Linked DNA regions of Mus musculus: regions 1, 2, 4, 5 and 6 are each linked to region 3. The links are chromatin contacts, called in public HiChIP or PLAC-seq and promoter capture Hi-C maps. All regions are on one chromosome and are shown on one strand. The core of a region is the stretch at or near the end of the contact, and the rest is flanking DNA. Distances in the headings are between cores, read along the strand shown.

Region 1 (2,886 bases), core at 163-2,662, 360 kb before region 3:
CCTGACAACTCCGGGCCCTCCCGCTTCTGCGGCCCAGCCCCACGCACCGAGCTTCTATGGGCTCCCAGCCGGGTTCAGGGTCTCGGAGGGAAAGGGGCGTGTCTTGCGGGGAGAGCAAGGGTCCGAGCTGTTTCCAGCACTCTCCCACCCGCTGTTTTCCTGGAGATGGGCCTGGGGTTGGCCCAGCGGAGGCTCCTTTCCACCACCCCCCGCCTCCCTCCCTGTCTCCCTCCCACGTGGCCTGGCCCAGTCTCTCTGGAAAGCCGCAGCAGCTGGAGAAAAATCCCCCTCCCCACCCCCACTGCCAAGTCCCTCCCCGACTCGCCCCGGACACATCCTTAACTCCCCCCTCGGCAGGGAAGGCAAGAAGTAATCGAACAAAGCGGGCAGCCCATCCCCCTCCAGGCCCTACCACCTAACCTCCTTTGGGCTGTCCCCCAAACGCACACCCCACTGAGAGTGAGAGGGCCGGGGGTGGTAAAAACAGCTTTGGCATACACACTTGGACACTTCGTCTCCCCCCGCCCCCAGTCCTTTCTTTGGTGTGGACAGTTGTGATCCTTACCCTTGACCCTACCCAACACTAGGACCTGGGCACTGGAGGGGGCCTTGCTGATCTCGTCCACGCTTCCCTGGTCCGCCCTTGGGGGTGGGGCAGGAGTGACACGCGTCCCATCCAGAGAGCGAGTGTTGGACGCGTTCGGCAAAGCAACTGGTTTCCTGCCCTTCCCCCAGCCCCACTCCGAACCCTGGGTTTGGGTCCACAACACCTCCACATTCCCCCAACCTCCCTAGCTGGCCCCAGGGGCCACACCCATTGGGCAAAGTTGAGTGTGGTTTTTCTCACCGCCGCCCCCATCAAGAGCAAGGACACTCCCCAAAAGCCAAGGCCAAATATTAGCTCAGTCCCATCCAGTTACACACGCACCCGACACAAATGGAGGTGTAAGTGTACACTCCCTCCCCGCCCGCTCTCTCAGGCACACTCGCGACCGCGAGACGCTTGCGGGCAGGGCAGAATCATGTCCCGCTTGCAGCCACCCGCGCGCTGGCGATGCTACCCGGCGCCTTAGGCACGCGCTGTGGACACGTTCCCCCGCAGGACACCCCCACCCCCGCAGGACACACACATGCAAACCTCACATGCACAAGGGCCACGCGCAGGGGGACACGCACGGTGCCAGGCTGTGCACAGCAAGGACACACACCCCCTGGGGGCAAGTCCCCACAGCCCCCGGCGCGCAAGCATCGCGGGCGCCGGGGACGCCCACTCGCGACTGCGGCCACCCGGGCCCTTACCGCGCGCGGACAGCAGGCAGAAGGTCAGCACCAGGAGCCCGCGGCCCGTGTCCGCCCGCGCCATAGGGCCGGGCTCGGGCCGCTGCCGCCGCGTCCGGGCGCCTGGGCCGCCGCCGGGGGAGGGCGCGCCGGGCGTCAGTGGCTCCGGGAGGCGCGGCGCCGCGGGCGGGGGCGCGGCCTCCGGGGCCGGGGCCCGAGCGGGGGCCGGCGCGGGGGCCGGGGCCGCGGCCAGCTCGCCCGCCCCTCCATCGCCATCTTGGGCTAGCGGCCCACGCGGGGGCGCCCCGCCAGTGTGGCCACCCTGCACCACAGGGGACACGCGCCCGCGCGCCACCAGCCTGCTCCTGCGGCTCACTCAGCACGCGGGAGCCTCCCGCTCCTCGGGTCACCTCAGGCTCCTTTCTGTTCATCTTTTTACCTGAGCCTCTGGATCTCTGTTCCCTAACCCTACCATGACTCTACCTTCAGGGTCGCCTCCACCTCTGTTCCAGGCTCAGTTCACTGAGACCTGTCCTTTTCCAACTCACAGCCTGACCTGAATCCTGTTTAGCCTCTCCACAGGCTGCACCAACAGACTCTCTGAGGACACTACAATTCCTTGTCCCCGCTACCTCTTCCATGCCAAGCTGAGGGATTCTCTTGGCTTCCTTCCTTCCTCCTCAGTAGCCAACCCAGTCTGTACTGTGTTCCACCTCTGTGAGGGACAACGAAGACTTGCTTACCACCATTTTACATACCTGCATACTGGGAATATTTGGGTTTGTAGTGGGGACTCCCTAAGGACAGGAGGCTTAAAGCAGCAGGTGCAGGGCCTGCTAATGGTGTTGAGCCTCCACCGGTCCACTCTCTTTTTCAGAACTGCCTCTTTTCCAACTGAGCTGGCCAGGTTAGTTGCCTCAGTGTGTCTAAAGCTGGGGGAATCAAATGTCAGGTTGGGTTGGGGAGAGAAAAACATACTAAACGTCTATTTAAAATGATGCGTTTGTGATGGGAGAGATGGCTCAGCGGTTAGAGTGCTTATTGCATTTGCAGAGGACCTAGATTTGGTTCCGGTACCCACCCAGGCGACTCACATCAGTCTGTAACTCTAGCTCCAGGAGGTCTGATACCACTGGGCTCTGTGGCATCTGCACCTACAAGCAGACACACAATTAGATACAATTTAAAATAAATAAAAATTATATATATATATCCGGATTTTGAGGCTAGAGAGGTGGCCCAGTGGCTAGAGTGCTTCCTGCCCTAACAAAGGACCTGGGTTCTGCTCCCAGCACCCATATGACAGCCATAACCATCTGTAATTCCATTTCCAATGAATCTGATGCCCTCTTCTGGGCTTTGTAGGCACTTTCCTGCACATGGTGCACATAAACTCATGCAAGTACACACATACACATAAAAAAAAATTTTTTTTTAAAGGAAAAATGCTACATTCTTCCTTTTCTTGTATCCATTGGCATCCCCATGATTTAGAATCATTTCCATTCCGGCTCACATGCTGCCAGTAAGTTCTATCCCTTTTGGGGAGGAAGAAGTTCCTGTACCCTCAAACCCATTATGTAGTCAAAGATGTCCTTGAGCCTTTGA
Region 2 (2,981 bases), core at 231-2,730, 480 kb after region 3:
GTCTCATGTGGCCCAGGTTAGGTCTGAAACTTGCTAGGTAGAGGAGGAACTTGCTAGGTAGCCTTCTGATCCTCCTGCCTCCGTTTGGTCAGTGCATGCCCCTCAATACCTATTTATGTCCTGGTGATTAAAAAAAAAAGATTTATCTGATTTATTATTATCATCATTTTAATTTTTCTTTTTTTTAAGATTATTCATTTATTATATGTAAGTACACTGTAGCTGTCTTCAGATACTCCAGAAGAGGGAGTCAGATCTCGTTACAGATGGTTATGAGCCACCATGTGGTTGCTGGGATTTGAACTCAGGACCTTTGGAAGAGCAGTCGGGTGCTCTTACCCACTGAGCCATCTCATCAGCCATTTTAGTTTTTCACGACAGGGTTTCTCTGTGTAGTCCTGGCTGTCTTGGAACTCACTCTGTAGACCAGGTTAGTCTCCAACTAGGGATTTCCACCTGTTTCTGCCTACCGAGTGCTGGGATTAAAAGTGTGTGCCTGACTTTATTTTTAATGATGTTTGTGTGTGTTTGGGTATGTACACAAGAGTACATGTACCCTCAGAGGCCAGAGGCATGGTATCCACTACAGCTGGAAGTTACAGGTGGTTGTGAGCTGCCCAAACACGAATGCAGGGAACCCAACTAGAGTCCTGTTAAAGCAAGAAACACCCTCAACTTCTGCGCTAGCTGTCCAGGCTACTCCAAACTTGACTTTGCCAAAAGGCTTAGAAAACGAAAAAGAGGATATGAGATTGGATACATTTAGGTCGGCTGACCCCATTAATTAGACTTCAATCTGCTCTCAAAATAGGCTTCACTAATTTACCACCTCTGCAGCACGGAGTTCTCAGCTGTGTACCTCCATTTTAGTAGAATTAAAATAGAAAAATCATGTCAGTTTAGTTTAAGGAGTCTCTTGACAAGTTTTCTTTTATTTTGAGACTGGGTCTCACAATGTATCCCTGGCTGTGTAGACCAAGCTGGCTTCGAATGCGTACACATCAGCCTGCCTCTGCCTCTTGTACTGGAATTAAAAATGTGCACTCCTGGCTTTTGTTCAATTTAGTTTGCTCTTACTCAATTCCGCTTGGCCTCAGGACACGAAAAGGGGTCCTTTTCTTATTTATTTTGTACTTTTGTCTGGGTCAAAATGACCCAGCCCAAGGGAGGAGAAGAGTTGAGATAAATAGGCCAAGCAGCCCCACTCAAAGGCAAGATGACCTGCGTGCAAGAACCTCGTACAGCAGCCACCTGGATACCGCTGGTCAGCAGAGGGCGCCCGGAAAGCCTCCCTTTAACTCCGCCCCAAGCCAATGCGCCGCGCCTCCCGTGACGTATTTCCGCGTCATCTGCCTCTGAGGCTAGTCCCCATTGGCTGTCGGCGAAGCGACGGGGGCGGAGTCAGGCGGGCGTGAGGGAAGCGCTGCAGCCCCCGTGGGGGCGGGGCCTGCTCGTTTCCCCGCCCCTCCCTCACCCTCCAGTCCCTCACTGGGACGTCTGTGCGCGGCGTCTCGGAGCGCCGGAGCAGCGGTGGCCGCACTTTCTCCAAGCTGGGGCTGTAGCTGAGCTGTGGGTAGTGCGCAGGGAGCCGTCCGAGCCCGAGGAACCGGTGTGCTGAGGCGAGAGTTCCCGGCCGGCGAGCGCGCGCAGCTGGTTCTCCGCGTGGGTTGGGCGGAGGGTCCCAGGAGCGCGGCGTTGATCGAGCCGCCCCGACTCTGGGCAGAGCCGAGGGAGGAAGCGAGAAGCGGCCGCGCGCTCCCTGCTGAGTTGCAGGCTCTTTCCCGGCTGCAAGATGCCCAAGAAGAAGCCGACGCCCATCCAGCTGAACCCGGCCCCCGATGGCTCGGCGGTTAACGGGACCAGCTCGGCCGAGTGAGTACCGGGAGTGGCCGGGAGGCCGCCACCGCCAGGCGAGGCTTCGTCACGTACGGCCCGGCTGGCGGGGGGCGAGGAACTCCGGCCGCCGGGCTATCAGTGACTAAGCACTGATTGGGTGCCTGACTCACATCGACCGTGCACCCTACAAGTCCCGATCCCCCTCTTTCCCAACAGTGTCTGTCGTCCCTGGCCACCGACATCAATCTTCGCCCAAGAAAACGAAACCTAATGCGTCCCCCCCTAGCTATTGCCTAAAGGGCATACTCTGGGATTCTGGCCTGTAACAAGACGCAGAGCAAATTCAGGTCGCTTCTCATTAACCTTTGAGACCTCCTCGGGGTCTGAGTGTGGACTTGGGATGGGTGAGCCCCATTTACTTTTGGTGCCTGACACCTGTGGGGCCTTGTGGCCGGTTGATCGCCTGGCCAGCGGGGGCGTGTGTTCACAGATTTCCCCATGGCTTTTCCCTGGTTCACTTTGGGGACTCCCTCATCCGTGGCCTTTTTCTTGAGAAGTACCTTGCTCGAGGGAGGAGTCTCTCTTCATCTGTCCGTTCATGCAACAGTTCATCCCCTCACCGGTTATTCTCCCAGCTTTGCTTAGTTGACCGGGAGCCGGAAATTGACTTGAGGCATAAGAACGATGACCAGGGAAACAAAGCCAAAGGTTGCTCGGTATCTGCAGGGGCCAGTGTTGCTTACAGACAGATAAGAGTTTATTTCATAAGGTGGGTTTCTGAGCCCACCTGTTGGGTTTCTTCTTCATCTTTCCCTGAGGTCAGGAGACTTGAGAGGTATCTGATAAAATGAAAGTAGCTTCAGGCATTCTGTCCTTTGGAGATTATTGTAACCCCCCTCCCTCCTTTCCCTAGATTTTAATAACTCAGGACCTGTTGGTATGGTTACTGTCATTGATACCTGCAGTAGTATCAATGGCAGGGCTGGTAGTGGTGGATTTGTGTGAGCATAGCCAGATTATTAAGACTTGCTTCAAACACATCTTTTCTTTAGGTCCTTGACATTGCCCTTGACGTTGGATTTGTAACATATGTCTTTGAGCAGCATAATTAGCATTTGTTCAGTGTGTATGTACAGCAGTTTACC
Region 3 (3,117 bases), core at 336-2,835:
TTGATGGTTAAGTGTGGCCACCCTTTTCCCCATCTCATAAACAAGGCTAGAGCTTTGCTTACAGGAAAAACACCCCAGGTTCCCCTGCAACCTTTCTTTGTGACCTTGGATGTTACCCCATCAGTTAAGTTTCTACTCACCAAGTAGGAGCCGCCCTGTGATCTTGGATTCCTCAGAAACTCTAGTCCTCTCTGAGGCACTCCCAGACATGTTCTTGGCCACACCTTTCTTTCTGAGACCCTCACTTCCTCTTAAGTATATAGCTTAGAATCTATATTAAAAATCTCTTCTAATAAAGTCTGATTGTCTCACATATTGGTTCATCCTGAAATGTTTTGCTGCAGCAAAGTCAAGAATCAGTTTTTCTCCGAATCCAGGTCCCTAATAGATAAGGGAACTCCTCAGACTTGCTGGTGGCTGTCTGGAAGAACATCTCGTCCCTGCTGACAATCCTCCTTCCAACTTTGGAAAGACCTTAAGGACAACCCTGAGCTTATTCAGATAATAAAAAAATAACATCTCTGCTTAAGGTCAGTTGATTAGCAATTTGAATTCCATCTGTAGGCTGAATGACAAACATCTGTTTCCCAGGAATTATTAGATGACTATGCCTCTGTGTGGACGGAGGTGGAGGTGGGAAGGGGCAGAGGAGGACAGCAGGGCCAGCCTGAGCTATATTCTGGGGTACAGAGGGGGAGTGAAACCACCTCAAACAACAAGAACAAAATTATTAGGAGATGCTGTGGCAAATTTCTTGAGTCTTAACACTGATATTTGCTAACATGGGAATTGCCATTCTTCTTGTGTTAAAATTTATTTAATCGGGCTTAGCTCGAAGGCCAGAAAATAGGACTCAAGATCTTGAATCTTTATGAGAAAGGGTGGGCGAAGTTCTCTTAATGACATCTGGAGATAGTGCAATAGATTTGTGGAGAGATTGAGTGGGTGAGGAGTGCCTATCCTTAACTGAAGCTGAGGGTATAAAATTCCAGCAAAAGGAATCAAGTAACAAACTTTCTCCAAGGCTAAGAAAAACCAAAGAGTTCAATAGGTCTCCATGAAGATCAGATACTACTGAATTGACAAGATTGATTAGTGTAGTCTTCATAGGTAAAGGCTACCTGTGGTTCAATCCAAGAGCAGATATAACAAGGTTATTCTATTATTCAATATGAGCTAAAGAATACAATCAATATGAGTTAAAAGTATGAAGAAAAGGGAGCAGGTTCCACCGAGATTTGAACTCGGATCGCTGGATTCAGAGTCCAGAGTGCTAACCATTACACCATGGAACCAGCACGGAGGCAGCAGTGCCTTCGGGTCTCTAATGCTGACAAAACTCCGCCCCCAACCGGAAGCCAGATACTAAAAGATTTACACTTCGCTTCTCTGAATGATTGGGGAGAAGAACAAGCCAAAGGCTCCAAGGACCATTTTAGGATTGTTTTTCCTGTATGCCTTCCCAAAGCCGGGTGAGAATGTGGTGTCCACTCCTGCGCATTCCACCCTGCCTAGCTTATGGGCGGGGTGCCATCTCTCCGGAAGTACTTTCTGCGAGGGGCTGGGGCCTTCCGGAAGTGACGCATACAGGGCGGGGCTCGTCACCGGGTCCGGCAGCTGAAGCTCCTCGCTCGCTCGGGTTACCCCTGCAGCGACGCCCCCTGGTCCCGCCGCCGTTGCCACCGCCGCTCCCGCCCCTCAGCTCCTCGGCCGCGCCATGGGCACCCGCGACGACGAGTACGACTACCTCTTTAAAGGTGAGGCCGTGGGCCAGCGAGAGCCCATTTGGGGCCCGAGACACTCCCGGGGGACCCGCGCAGGGCCAGCCCTGCCCTGGTCGGAGTCCGCCTCGGCGCTTCCTTCCTGCCGCCCCGTCGGGGGTCCCGCCGCTCGTCCGGGTTCCCGCGCCCTTGGGAGGCCTGACGAGCCGCGGCGCCCCTCTCTGTATGTCCTCCCCGATGGCTGCGTCCCTCACGGCCGTGCAGTTCCTTCCCTGGGCGTCTCGAGCCCCTCCTCTTGGATGCTGCTGCTCGTCTCACGTCCCCCCTCTGACAGGCCCCTGCCTGGGCTGAGCACCCATATCGGGACACCCACTGGCTCGGGGGGCGGGGGTGTTGCTTTTTCTCTTTTCTGTTCGTTTCCCTTTTCTTCCCTTCCCTCCTCGTGAGCCTTTTCCTGGGCTTCGGCCAGATTCGCCCGTCCCCGGGCCCCCACCCCCATCCCCGCAGACCTCGAGGTCAGTACCCGCGGACTGTCCCCTCCCTCCCCACAGACGGGCAACTAATGTTTAGCACTCCGGAGCGACCTGGCTGGTGGGAGGGAGAGAAGGGGAGGGCAAGAGGGGCTGTCCATCACTCCTGGCGTTCATGCACTTGTCGCAGTGTCCAGGCAAGCAGATGACTTCCCACCTCGCGTTTTTCTTTTTTTTTTTTTTTCCCCCCCTTTTCATCTCTGTCCCTGCCTAGCTACAACCAGACCGGGATAACTCCTTTTACTTGGCTTTCGAGAAGGGGCTGCGGATGGGTGGTGGCTGTTATCCCTGCCAGACCTGAAGGCCCAGTTCCCGAACAGGAAAGGTTGTGCGCTGCACAAATACTAGCGAGCTTATCACTGTGGACTGGTTGCTTCCTGCTGCAATACTGGGAGGATCCGACAGGAAGGGAAGAACCCTGGTTGGTCACATACCTTTCCCAAACAGTGAGAGAGGGTTATAGTGCTAGCGTGCCCTTTTAGTGAAATCAAGAATTTATTACAGGATGGGGGGAAATGTGGAGCCGGTGGACAGAACAGGGAAGAATGTAAATAGAGACTTGCTTATGGGTTGAGTCCGCGAAGAAGCTGAAGTGAAAGGATACAGTTCTCAGTGACGAGAGAGTACAGTGAACGCTTTTTTTGTTCATGAATGCGCTCTCACTTTCGTAGCCTTGCTCTGCTCCTGAATTAGAAGGGCAGCCATCAGTAATTTGTTGAACAAAGATCATTGCCAGTGAGGAAGAAGCCCTTGCTTTTAAAGCTTTTCTGGGGAGGGTGGAGTTTCAAGAGTGTTAAGCATGGTGAGTGTTCCTGGCTTTGCCATTGGGTGCTAAGAGTGATTGGACTAAGTGAAGAAGCAGGAAA
Region 4 (2,700 bases), core at 191-2,690, 500 kb after region 3:
CGACTAAGACAACTAGGATTGCAAAAATGTGCTGTATATCACTCATTTGTGTCTACTGATAAACCATGGTCACTGAGGGCTGCCAAGATGCCTTAGCAATTCAAGCCACCTGCCTGCTGATGCCCCTGGGAGCCACATGGTGGAAGGTGAGACCTGACTCTTGCTCAGTGGCACATGTGTACCCACAGACACATAAATGTAACAAAAGTAAAACTAAAAAATGTAGTCATTGAAGGCAAGGAAAGCTGCTTTCCCCAAGGACGGCGAGGCCTACGTTTCAGGAAAGACCGGGCTTCGTATCATAGTATATTAACATAGAGACTTTGGCAGATTATTATTCTTTTTTGTTTGTTTGTTGTTGTTGTTTATTTTTTGTTTTTCGAGATAGGATTTCTCTATGCAGCGCTGGCTGTCCTGGAACTTGCTTTGTAGACCAGGCTAGTCTAGAACTTGGAGAGCCACCTGCCTCTGTCTCCTGAGTACTGGGATTAAAGGTATACACCACCACTGCTGGGCTATTCTTGTACTAGAACATTCCTTCTACAACAGTTTCTTTTGCCTTGTTTGTTTGTTTGTTTGTTTCCACATAAAGTTTAATTAGTCAAGTTAATGAAAATATTAAAAATTTTGAGTTAGTTATGGCATCAGAAATTTAACTTTTGTTGCAAATAATACAGTATTTGGTGTTTCTGTCAAGATGCTATGCTGCCGAGAGAGCAATTGCATTAAATCTTAACTCATCAGGGTCACGTTCCATGAACTTCTTGCAAACTTTTATGACATCCTCTAACAACGTCTCATCGCTAGTTTTCCCATGGTTAATTGGAAATGGTTTCCATCCATCTAATTCATAGAGATGCCCATCTACATGTACTAACGCAATAAAATGAAGATCTACTTTTTCATCTATACTTGGTGCCTCAGTCTGACCTTCATGTGCACTGGTTTCATGAGTAACTCGAATAGCGTCATAGTTCTCCAGGTATTTGGCTCTCTCTTCAGGGCTCATTGATACAGACTCCTCCAGGAACTTTTTCAATGTTGACCCTGATTCAAAGTGCACCTTGTCTTTGTTGTTTGCAATGGCATGGATTAGTCCAATCGTTCCAATCGTTCCACAGGCATTGCTGATGGTTTGTTTCATAAAATATACTGATGATGTCACATCTTGTCCTTGAGATTTTATCTTTTCTTCCTCTTCTGTTCTGAAGACTTCATACTTTTCTGTGATAGGGAAGAGGAGTAACACTGCGCACACTGGTCTTGGTATGATGCTAAGAAGTTCAGACTCCATCCCGTACACATCAACAAACTGCCAGTTAGGATGCAGGCCTAATTGCTTGAGAAACTGGTTGGTGACCTCAGGGTTGGCCTCCAGTGGCAGCCAGCGTTGACCCTCCATGACTGCTCCGTCGGCCTCTCTCCAGCTCTGACCTTGCCTTGTTTAATATTGGTAACTAAATAACTCCTGGGTTAACCATAAATGGAATTTGTTGCATCCCTATTTCTGAGTGTGGTAATTAAAAAAAAAAATCTAAGCCATTTTCATATTAAAAAGCCTTACCATCTTTAGCAGGGAAAGATAAGGGGAAAGAGTTGGAAAAGTACCAGAAACAAGTGACAGGTGTTTTGGTGAGTTATGTTTCAGCTTGCTCTCCAGTCACAGGAGGAGTGTAAATTGCTGGTGATCATGTGAGGCAGAGGGGATGGAGGGTGAGCGGAAATCAGTGGTTCCGGAGGCACCGACCCTTCCATCACCAGAGGCTTGCCCACTGCTGGGGACCTGAGACAACTCCTGGGCAAGTTGCTTTCCTGATAGACAGGGCTGCCCATGGGGACTAAGGCTTGCTTTAGTCTTCAAGGTAATAAAAATGGATGTGTGCAAGAAGACTAGTAGGATGGAGTCCAAAGACTAAAGAGGAACTGGAGAAACAGCTGGCATTCACTGAGGGCTTTCTGGTCTCTGTAGTCACGGATATTCTACAAGAACGGTTACCAGAGTCCATTGTACCAGTTGGCGATGTGAAGCTCAGGGAAGCTTAGTAGTTTCATAGGGTTGTATAACTGGTAAGCTGTGGATCTAGGTTAGAGCCTAGGTCAGGCCTCGGCTAACATCATTCCCCACCCCACTGTGTAAAATGCAGGAGGATTTTGTAGTGTTGTACTTTTCTAAACTAGACATTACCCACATATAGCTATTTATATCTAAATTAACTAAAATTCAGTACAGTTTAAATACCAGTTTCTCAGCCATACTAGTTACCTTTAAAAGCCTTATTGGCCACTGTGGCAACTGTTTTGGGCAGCATACATGTAGACTATTTCTGTCATTGTATAATGTCTGTGAGTACTGGTCTAGAAGTCAACCATCTTGTCCTTTAGTTAATTCTTGCCCTTTTGCTTTGCAAAGGACAAAATGAAGGATGAGAAAAGAGGCAACTCATTCAACCAAAGAACACAGTTGATCCAGGCTCTTAGCCTGGCTGCACAGTGGAGTCTCCCGTGCCCTCTGTCTTTCCTTAAAACACAAACCGTAGAATTTAGAAGTAGTGATTTTTTTTTTTCTGTGCCTCCAGCTTCACTCCGTCTCTCTGTTGCTAGATTCTTTCTTCTGAAGCTTTTCTCTCAAGTTCAAAGGGTATATCCGAGTTGGCTTCCCCCAAGGAAATAAAAGATGTTTGTTGGAAAGGAATTCCACGC
Region 5 (3,088 bases), core at 212-2,711, 350 kb after region 3:
GTGATGGGCGCAGATGCGCTGGGCACAAGTATCCTTGCCACAGAGAGCTGGGAAGGCGGGGAGCCCTAACCTCCTGGTAAGCATCCTCCAACCTGCGGGAGGCCCTGCTGTATAGGCTCCCGGAGGGACCAGGCGTGGGAGAATCTGATCCCAGTCACTTGGACCGGTTTTTCTCGAGAGCATCACCAGCCCGGAAAGAGGCCGGCTGGCCTCGCAGCAGGCACTCACGGGGACGGATTCTGAGACGCGACGACAGTGGGATGGAGCGTGGGAGGCAGTTCCAGGAAAAAGCATCTGGGGTTCGAGGGCTCTGGGGCCCGCCAGGCGGAGACCCAGAGCTCCCAGACTACAGACCGATCGTGACTCCGTCCCACTCGCAACCTTGGTCCCGGGAAGGAACGGTTTTACCTATTTTTCAAGTCTTTTTTTTTTCCTCCTAAAAATTAAAAGACTAAATCAAGTCTTAGGGGAAGGTGCCTGCGCAGGGCTGCCACCAGGACCACTGTGTGCCCAGCTACAACACTACCGCCCGCGTTTGGGAGAGAAGTTAGGAAGTTCGGGACAGCCGCCCACGAGCGCAGGAAGAGGGACTCGCTTCTCTTTTAACTTTGGGTGTTGGGGTCTCCGCCGAGGGTCGGAGGTATGTAGCCAGGGGCGACCCGCAGGACTGCAGGGCGTCCGGGATTCCCTCAGTGAAAGTGGGTAGACAGGATCAGGAGGAAAAAAAGAGAGTGAGTCCACGTTGCGCGTGGCACCGGCTGGGCTTGGGCTCCGCGGGGACCTGCGCGCGGCCCCGCAGCTCTGCGTCGGGACCCGGGTCGGAAGGACGCGGTGCGGGGCGAAGGTCCCGCACATCTAGAATGGCTCTCGGCCGGGAGACCCCAGATTCGCGCAGAGCTGGCAGGTTCCTTCTTCCGGACACCCGCACCGCGACTCTCGGGTCTTCCCCCGCACGTGGAGACGCGGCGGCCGCTGCGTCCTGACTGCGGCCAGAGGACGCGCGCCTGGCCCAGCCGAGGCTCTCTACGTCTCGCATAGACCCCCGGGCGCTCCCGCAAGCCCAGCCATCCACCTTCTGCCCCTCGCCAAACTCGCCTTCTAGAGCCGGGACCTGGCCACGGAGGACCCACGGAGCTGGTGGAAAGTTAGTCGCGACGCTGCAAAGCCCCCTCCCCTGAACTGGAACCCACACCCCGACCCAATGCACCCACAGTGCTCCGAGGCTCCGGGTCCCCGCGGACCCCACCCAACCATCTACCTGCTTCCGTGGCGCGCCCCGGGCTTGGGCCAGCCAGTCGCGCGGTCCTATACCCCGGAGCCGGAGCGGCTTCAGGTCCCCAGGCAGGAGAGGGAGCTGCGAACCGCCCCGAGCCGGGCAGCCGGCTCCGGGCACTGAGAACGAGTGAGCAAGCAGGAGGCTGGAGCCGCTGCGACTGCTGCCACGGCAGCCCCCACCCCCCTGCGTCCCTCGGCCCCTCCCTCTTCCCTCCTCCCTCCGCTCTCCCTCTCCCTCCCACCTCTTTTCAGACCCTGCGATCGCGCGCATTCCCTCGCTCTTTTTCCTAGCTTTCTCTCTGCCGGTTGCCTTCTTTAATTCCCTCTGTTCTCTTCTCACTTCCCTACTCTGCATCCACCCGTTATCGTTCTTTTACCGTTTTTCCCCCGCTCTCTCTTTTCTGTATCTCTTCCTTTTAACCCCTCGCGACTCCCTTCTCCCTCCCCCCCCCCTTTTTTTTTTCCTTCTGACCGACCGATTAGCGTGGCCTCTGCACCTGTTCTTTGTAGAAGCTCTGGCTGGCGAAGCTAGCCCAGGATGGAAGGGGACCAGGAATATGCCCCAAACTGAGCTTTTAACAAGCTGAGTACAGATAGATACCCAGGGAAAGCTAGAAAAGCAAAGAACTCAGTGTGCAGAACAAGCTGAGCTGCACCAGGTAAAGTGCAGACAGCCAGGCCCCAGAGTAAGAACTTGCCATGCTGTGGTCAACTCCAAAGGCTGGACTGCTGTGGTCAACTCCAAAGGCTGGACTTAAACCAGCGGGGCTTCTTGTAGACTTCAAGGTCTTCGAACAGGGGATGAGATGGGGGGTGGGGGGGGGCAGAGGAGGGTGCATGTTAATGATAGGGTGTCAGAGGCCTGGCACTGCACCCAGAGCCACCTGGAAGTCTTCAGTCAGGTGACACTTTAGACTACACCTCGTGTGCTTGTAAGTGGGTCCTAGCCAGGTGGTGGGAACACCTGCTGGTCACCCCTACTCCTTTCCAAGATATGAGGGGCTCACTCCTGCTTCCCTGTTTGCCAGAGGTGGGGGTGGTGGGGTGTTTCCTTCCCTTGAAGTGAGGTGGGGTCCCACACTTGGGAAAGGTGTCCTGCACCCGGAGGGAGAATTTTGCCACTAGAACAGGCAGATTGTCTGTGGCTTTGGGACAAGCCACTCGACCCAGGCTCCCGTGCAGCCTGAGGATCCAGCTCTTTCCCCAGGAGTGTACTCCCTGTCATCTGTCCATTTCAGCCCAGTGGGGTTTGGAGAAATAAGAAGAAGCCCTCTTCCCATTGGCCCACAACAGGCAGCCCTGCTCTGCAAGCACCAGACCAGGTTCATCCAGTAAGTGCTAGGCTTCTGCAGGAATGGTGTGAGCAGATGAGATCTTTCTGCATTGGGGTTTCAGGTCCCAAAACTCCAAACCAACCTCCCCAGCAGTTCCTTACCTTGGAATGTCAAACTAAACGGACAACAGATGGCAGAGCCTCTTGTTCACAACATAAAAGTAGAGCTTGAAACCGGGTGAAGCACTTAGCAAACACCCGGGTCACTCACCCGCCAGAGTGAGTCCCTCCTTAAATTCTGCACCCCAGGAGCTTCCTGCCTTCTCTAGTGCTCTAGCCCCTCCTTTGCAGGACCAACCATCTAGTGATATATGAAGTTCCCCATCTGGCAGTGAGGAGACCAAATCTGACATTGGAAAAAGTTCCCAACTTCATAGCCCTAGGGGGTGTGAGTCTCACACTGGGAAGCCAGCTCCACTCACTGTGACATTAGAAAGATCACTGAGTCCCTCTAGCTTCAGTTTCCCTGTTTGTAAAATG
Region 6 (2,742 bases), core at 230-2,729, 280 kb after region 3:
GCTTGGCCTCAGTGATTCAGACATATGCTGCCTGAGTCCAGAAACCATCGGTTAATTTTTTTTTCCTGTAACTACCTTACAGTGGAGCAAGTGATCACCTTGGGGACATGTCTCCCCAAACGGAAGGATGAGGCCAGAGACCCCAAAAGTTTAATACCATGTTTTTTTTTGTTGTTGTTGTTGTTGTTTTGTTTTGTTTTGTCTTGTTTTTTACAAGATAGCCATAGATGACTCTGTAAAACTAAACTGGTTAAGGCAAATTGAATTTAAAAATCCTCAGTCACACCCAAGGGTTCAGTTCTTGCTTGGGACTAGCAGCCACTGTCCTAAACTGTACAGGTCCAGAATTCCACTCACAAAAAGCCCTTTCCAACAGTAGTGGTCTAGAAACTGGATTTGTGGATGGAAAGTGCTTCCTCTAGCTTCCCCAATGCCTTCTTACTTTAAAATAGGTCCATGGAGGGCTCCCAAGTGACCTAGACACAGTAACTGCATATTGGGAGTTCCTGCCCCCCTGAGAAACAGCTCTAGACATGTCAATGTTCCCCAGAGCCTAGGAAAGACACAGAGTGTTCCTCGTCATCCAGAACTGGAAGGAAGACATTCTTTTAAATGATGAAAGGCCCACTGAGCATCCACATCCCCAAGCCAACCACTCCTTCCTCCATAACTGAGCTACCCATGGTCAGCCTGCCATTCAAGGATGCTATACCTGGAGGTAAGGGGGAAGAGAAAACATGTGACACTCCTCATCTTTATTGACATGACCAAAGGGAGTTCAGAAACCCTGGAGACCAGGCTGCAGGAATGGCTCAGTCAGTAATGTGCTTGCCACAAATGCATAAGGACCTAAGTTCAATCCTCAGATTTCACATAGGTAGCAGGACGTGGTGTAATAGAGAGGCAGAGACAGACAGATCCCTGGAGCTCACTGGATAGACAACAAGACTGCACGGGCTGGTTTTGTGTGTCAACTTGACACAAACTGTAGTTATCACAGGGAAAGGAGCCTCCCATGAAAAAATGCCTCCATGAGATCCAGCTGTAAGGCATTCTCTCAATTAGTGATCAAGAAGGAGGGCCCATTGTGGGTGGTGCCATCCCTGGACTGATAGTCTTGGGTTCTCTAAGAGAGCAAGCTGAGGAAGCCAGGAGAAGCAAGCCAGTAAGTAACATCCTTCCATGACCTCTGCATCATCTCCTGCTTCCTGACCTGCTTGAGTTCCAGTCCTGACTTCCTTTGGTGATGAACAACAACATGGAAGTGTAAGCTGAGTAAACCCCTTCCTCCCCAACTTGCTTCTTGGTCATGTTTTGTACAGGAATAGAAATCCTGACTAAGACAAACCCTGCCTCATAAAACAAAATGTATGACGCCTGAAGAGAAATAGCACCAGAGGTTGTCCTTTGGTCTCTGTACACTTACATGGGCACACAAAGAAAGAAACCCCAGAGGTCATGAGATCACTTCCTCTTCCCCAAGATTGTTCTGATGTGTGACTGGAAGATGCCCACAGAGGGTTAAATTAAAAGCCAAGGACTTCTGTGGTGGCCAGGCAGCTCAACTGGAGTGCAGAAGGCAGTGGGAACCAGGCATCTAAGTGGGTTACCAAGAACTTCCACACGGCTCTTAAAAGCTGGAAACTTTCCATATGCCATGTCTGTAATGTATAGACAATTATTTTGCGCTGAATTTTTGTGTGTGTTTAATTCCGCGGTGACCGGCCCTCTTGCATCAGCCACTGGGCAATCACTCTTCTCTCTGCTCCATCTGCACAGTAATCTCTCTCTGCCCGTGTCACATATTCAATAAGTCCTCTCCTGGGCTTCCAGGGGGTGGGATGAGAGGAATGTCATATTTTAAATTAGTAACAGCTGTGATTTGAGTCCCCCCCTCACTAGCCCCCTGTTTCACCTCTACTGAAGCCCTAATAAAGATCATCAGCTCCCAAAAGCAACGCGGGTACCTTTCCTGCTGTGAGTCAGAGAACAGGCAGAGAGTTTCATCCGGGTCAGCTTGGAACCGAACCTTCTGGTGAGGCGTGCTCCCTGGGCTGTTTAGAGTCCTGCATAGTGTTCCTAGCCACAAGGCTCTGTCTGAATCTCCCAGCTGGACTCTTGGCTCTACCTCTGACCGAGGTAACAGCACAGGCCAGGAAAACAAGTTCAAGACCTGGCTGAGGCAAGCAGGGGCTGGAGAATTATAACTGGGTGGCAAGCTCACTCTTTCAGATGTATGCCCTGTTCCTGTAGATCCTAACAGCCACGTCTCCCTGAATGTCTCAGCTAGAGGTACCTGGCTCACCCCTGGAACTGGCCCAGAGTTGACACCAACAGATGGGACTGGGAGAGGGCAAGGGACCCTGAGAAAACAAAGTGACTCTCAGGGGGCAGTTCATTAAAATGCATCAAGGGACTCCAAACTCTGAGAATATTTTTTCTTTCTTTCTTTAAAAAAAAAAAAACAGAAAGGAATTTTAGCAGGAAATCAATCAACACACACGCTGTTAACTTATTCCATGACAAAAAGGAAACAAAAATCCCCATAAATTCCTGCAGCCTCTGGGTAGCCAACATCTAACCACCACTAATTAATTTCCAGAACTTCACTCTCCGGATGTCTTGAAACAGGGTCAATCTATCAGCCACAGGAAGTGTCTCAGGCCCTGCCCTGGGGGAGCTGTAAGTGGAGCCTCTTCTACAGAGAAGAGAAGGGACAGGGGAGCCAAGAGCCGGCGATGG

The links. Promoter capture Hi-C pulls out the DNA fragments that hold promoters and counts their contacts. HiChIP or PLAC-seq counts read pairs in DNA pulled down with a chosen protein or histone mark.
Region 1: a contact with region 3 is called in a promoter capture Hi-C map of pre-B cells, with 2.0 times the contacts expected there. The contact joins the promoter of Igdcc4 here to the promoter of Rab11a in region 3. A contact is called at or near these places in 3 of 39 promoter capture datasets (hematopoietic stem and progenitor cells, liver and pre-B cells), 2 of 484 Hi-C or Micro-C datasets (embryonic stem cells and regulatory T cells) and 1 of 115 datasets of contacts at active chromatin or transcription factors (embryonic stem cells).
Region 2: a contact with region 3 is called in an H3K4me3 HiChIP or PLAC-seq map of embryonic stem cells, with 11 read pairs. The contact joins the promoter of Map2k1 here to the promoter of Rab11a in region 3. A contact is called at or near these places in 5 of 39 promoter capture datasets (the C10 cell line, HPC-7-derived erythroid cells, liver and 2 more), 3 of 484 Hi-C or Micro-C datasets (embryonic stem cells and muscle stem cells), 13 of 115 datasets of contacts at active chromatin or transcription factors (acute myeloid leukemia, astrocytes, bone marrow-derived macrophages and 10 more) and 1 of 9 other capture datasets (liver).
Region 4: a contact with region 3 is called in a promoter capture Hi-C map of second pharyngeal arch cranial neural crest, with 2.8 times the contacts expected there. The contact joins the promoter of Uchl4 here to the promoter of Rab11a in region 3. A contact is called at or near these places in 3 of 39 promoter capture datasets (cranial neural crest, frontonasal cranial neural crest and second pharyngeal arch cranial neural crest) and 4 of 115 datasets of contacts at active chromatin or transcription factors (T-cell acute lymphoblastic leukemia, embryonic basal ganglia, large pre-B cells and 1 more).
Region 5: an H3K4me3 HiChIP or PLAC-seq map of forebrain shows a contact between it and region 3, with 6 times the contacts expected there. The contact joins the promoter of Megf11 here to the promoter of Rab11a in region 3. A contact is called at or near these places in 10 of 39 promoter capture datasets (the C10 cell line, the HPC-7 cell line, cranial neural crest and 5 more), 2 of 15 datasets of contacts at CTCF or cohesin (embryonic stem cells and large pre-B cells), 2 of 484 Hi-C or Micro-C datasets (both in embryonic stem cells), 20 of 115 datasets of contacts at active chromatin or transcription factors (the 230-238 cell line, acute myeloid leukemia, bone marrow-derived macrophages and 11 more) and 4 of 9 other capture datasets (adipose tissue, embryonic stem cells, macrophages and 1 more).
Region 6: a contact with region 3 is called in an H3K4me3 HiChIP or PLAC-seq map of bone marrow-derived macrophages, with 2.9 times the contacts expected there. The contact joins the enhancer-like site here to the promoter of Rab11a in region 3. A contact is called at or near these places in 1 of 484 Hi-C or Micro-C datasets (bone marrow-derived macrophages), 5 of 115 datasets of contacts at active chromatin or transcription factors (bone marrow-derived macrophages, cardiomyocytes, epiblast stem cells and 2 more) and 1 of 9 other capture datasets (adipose tissue).

What each region holds. Positions count from the first base shown.
Region 1 is chr9:65,100,012-65,102,897 of GRCm38.p6, reverse strand. Igdcc4 (immunoglobulin superfamily, DCC subclass, member 4) reads right to left here and starts at 1,412. Exons shown (of 20, transcript NM_020043.3): 1 at 1,300-1,412. The coding sequence starts at 1,363.
Region 2 is chr9:64,252,104-64,255,084 of GRCm38.p6, reverse strand. Map2k1 (mitogen-activated protein kinase kinase 1) reads left to right here and starts at 1,480. Exons shown (of 11, transcript NM_008927.4): 1 at 1,480-1,872. The coding sequence starts at 1,793.
Region 3 is chr9:64,736,224-64,739,340 of GRCm38.p6, reverse strand. Rab11a (RAB11A, member RAS oncogene family) reads left to right here and starts at 1,585. Exons shown (of 5, transcript NM_017382.5): 1 at 1,585-1,757. The coding sequence starts at 1,718. n-TQctg9 (a tRNA gene) reads right to left here and starts at 1,295; the gene lies at 1,224-1,295.
Region 4 is chr9:64,233,941-64,236,640 of GRCm38.p6, reverse strand. Uchl4 (ubiquitin carboxyl-terminal esterase L4) reads right to left here and starts at 1,440. Exons shown (of 1, transcript NM_033607.1): 1 at 279-1,440. The coding sequence starts at 1,402. The coding sequence ends at 701. All of the region lies in intron 1 of Map2k1 (mitogen-activated protein kinase kinase 1), which reads left to right.
Region 5 is chr9:64,383,999-64,387,086 of GRCm38.p6, reverse strand. Megf11 (multiple EGF-like-domains 11) reads right to left here and starts at 1,461. Exons shown (of 25, transcript NM_001134399.1): 1 at 1,259-1,461.
Region 6 is chr9:64,457,693-64,460,434 of GRCm38.p6, reverse strand. The region is part of intron 1 of Megf11 (multiple EGF-like-domains 11); the gene reads right to left. Among named protein-coding and RNA genes, the nearest start is that of Megf11, 73 kb to the right of the region's middle. Within about 2 kb of position 1,479, at least 28 of the 459 cell types and tissues checked have an H3K27ac peak or open chromatin away from gene starts, as enhancers often do. A contact at or near this core is called in bone marrow-derived macrophages, where this site is marked.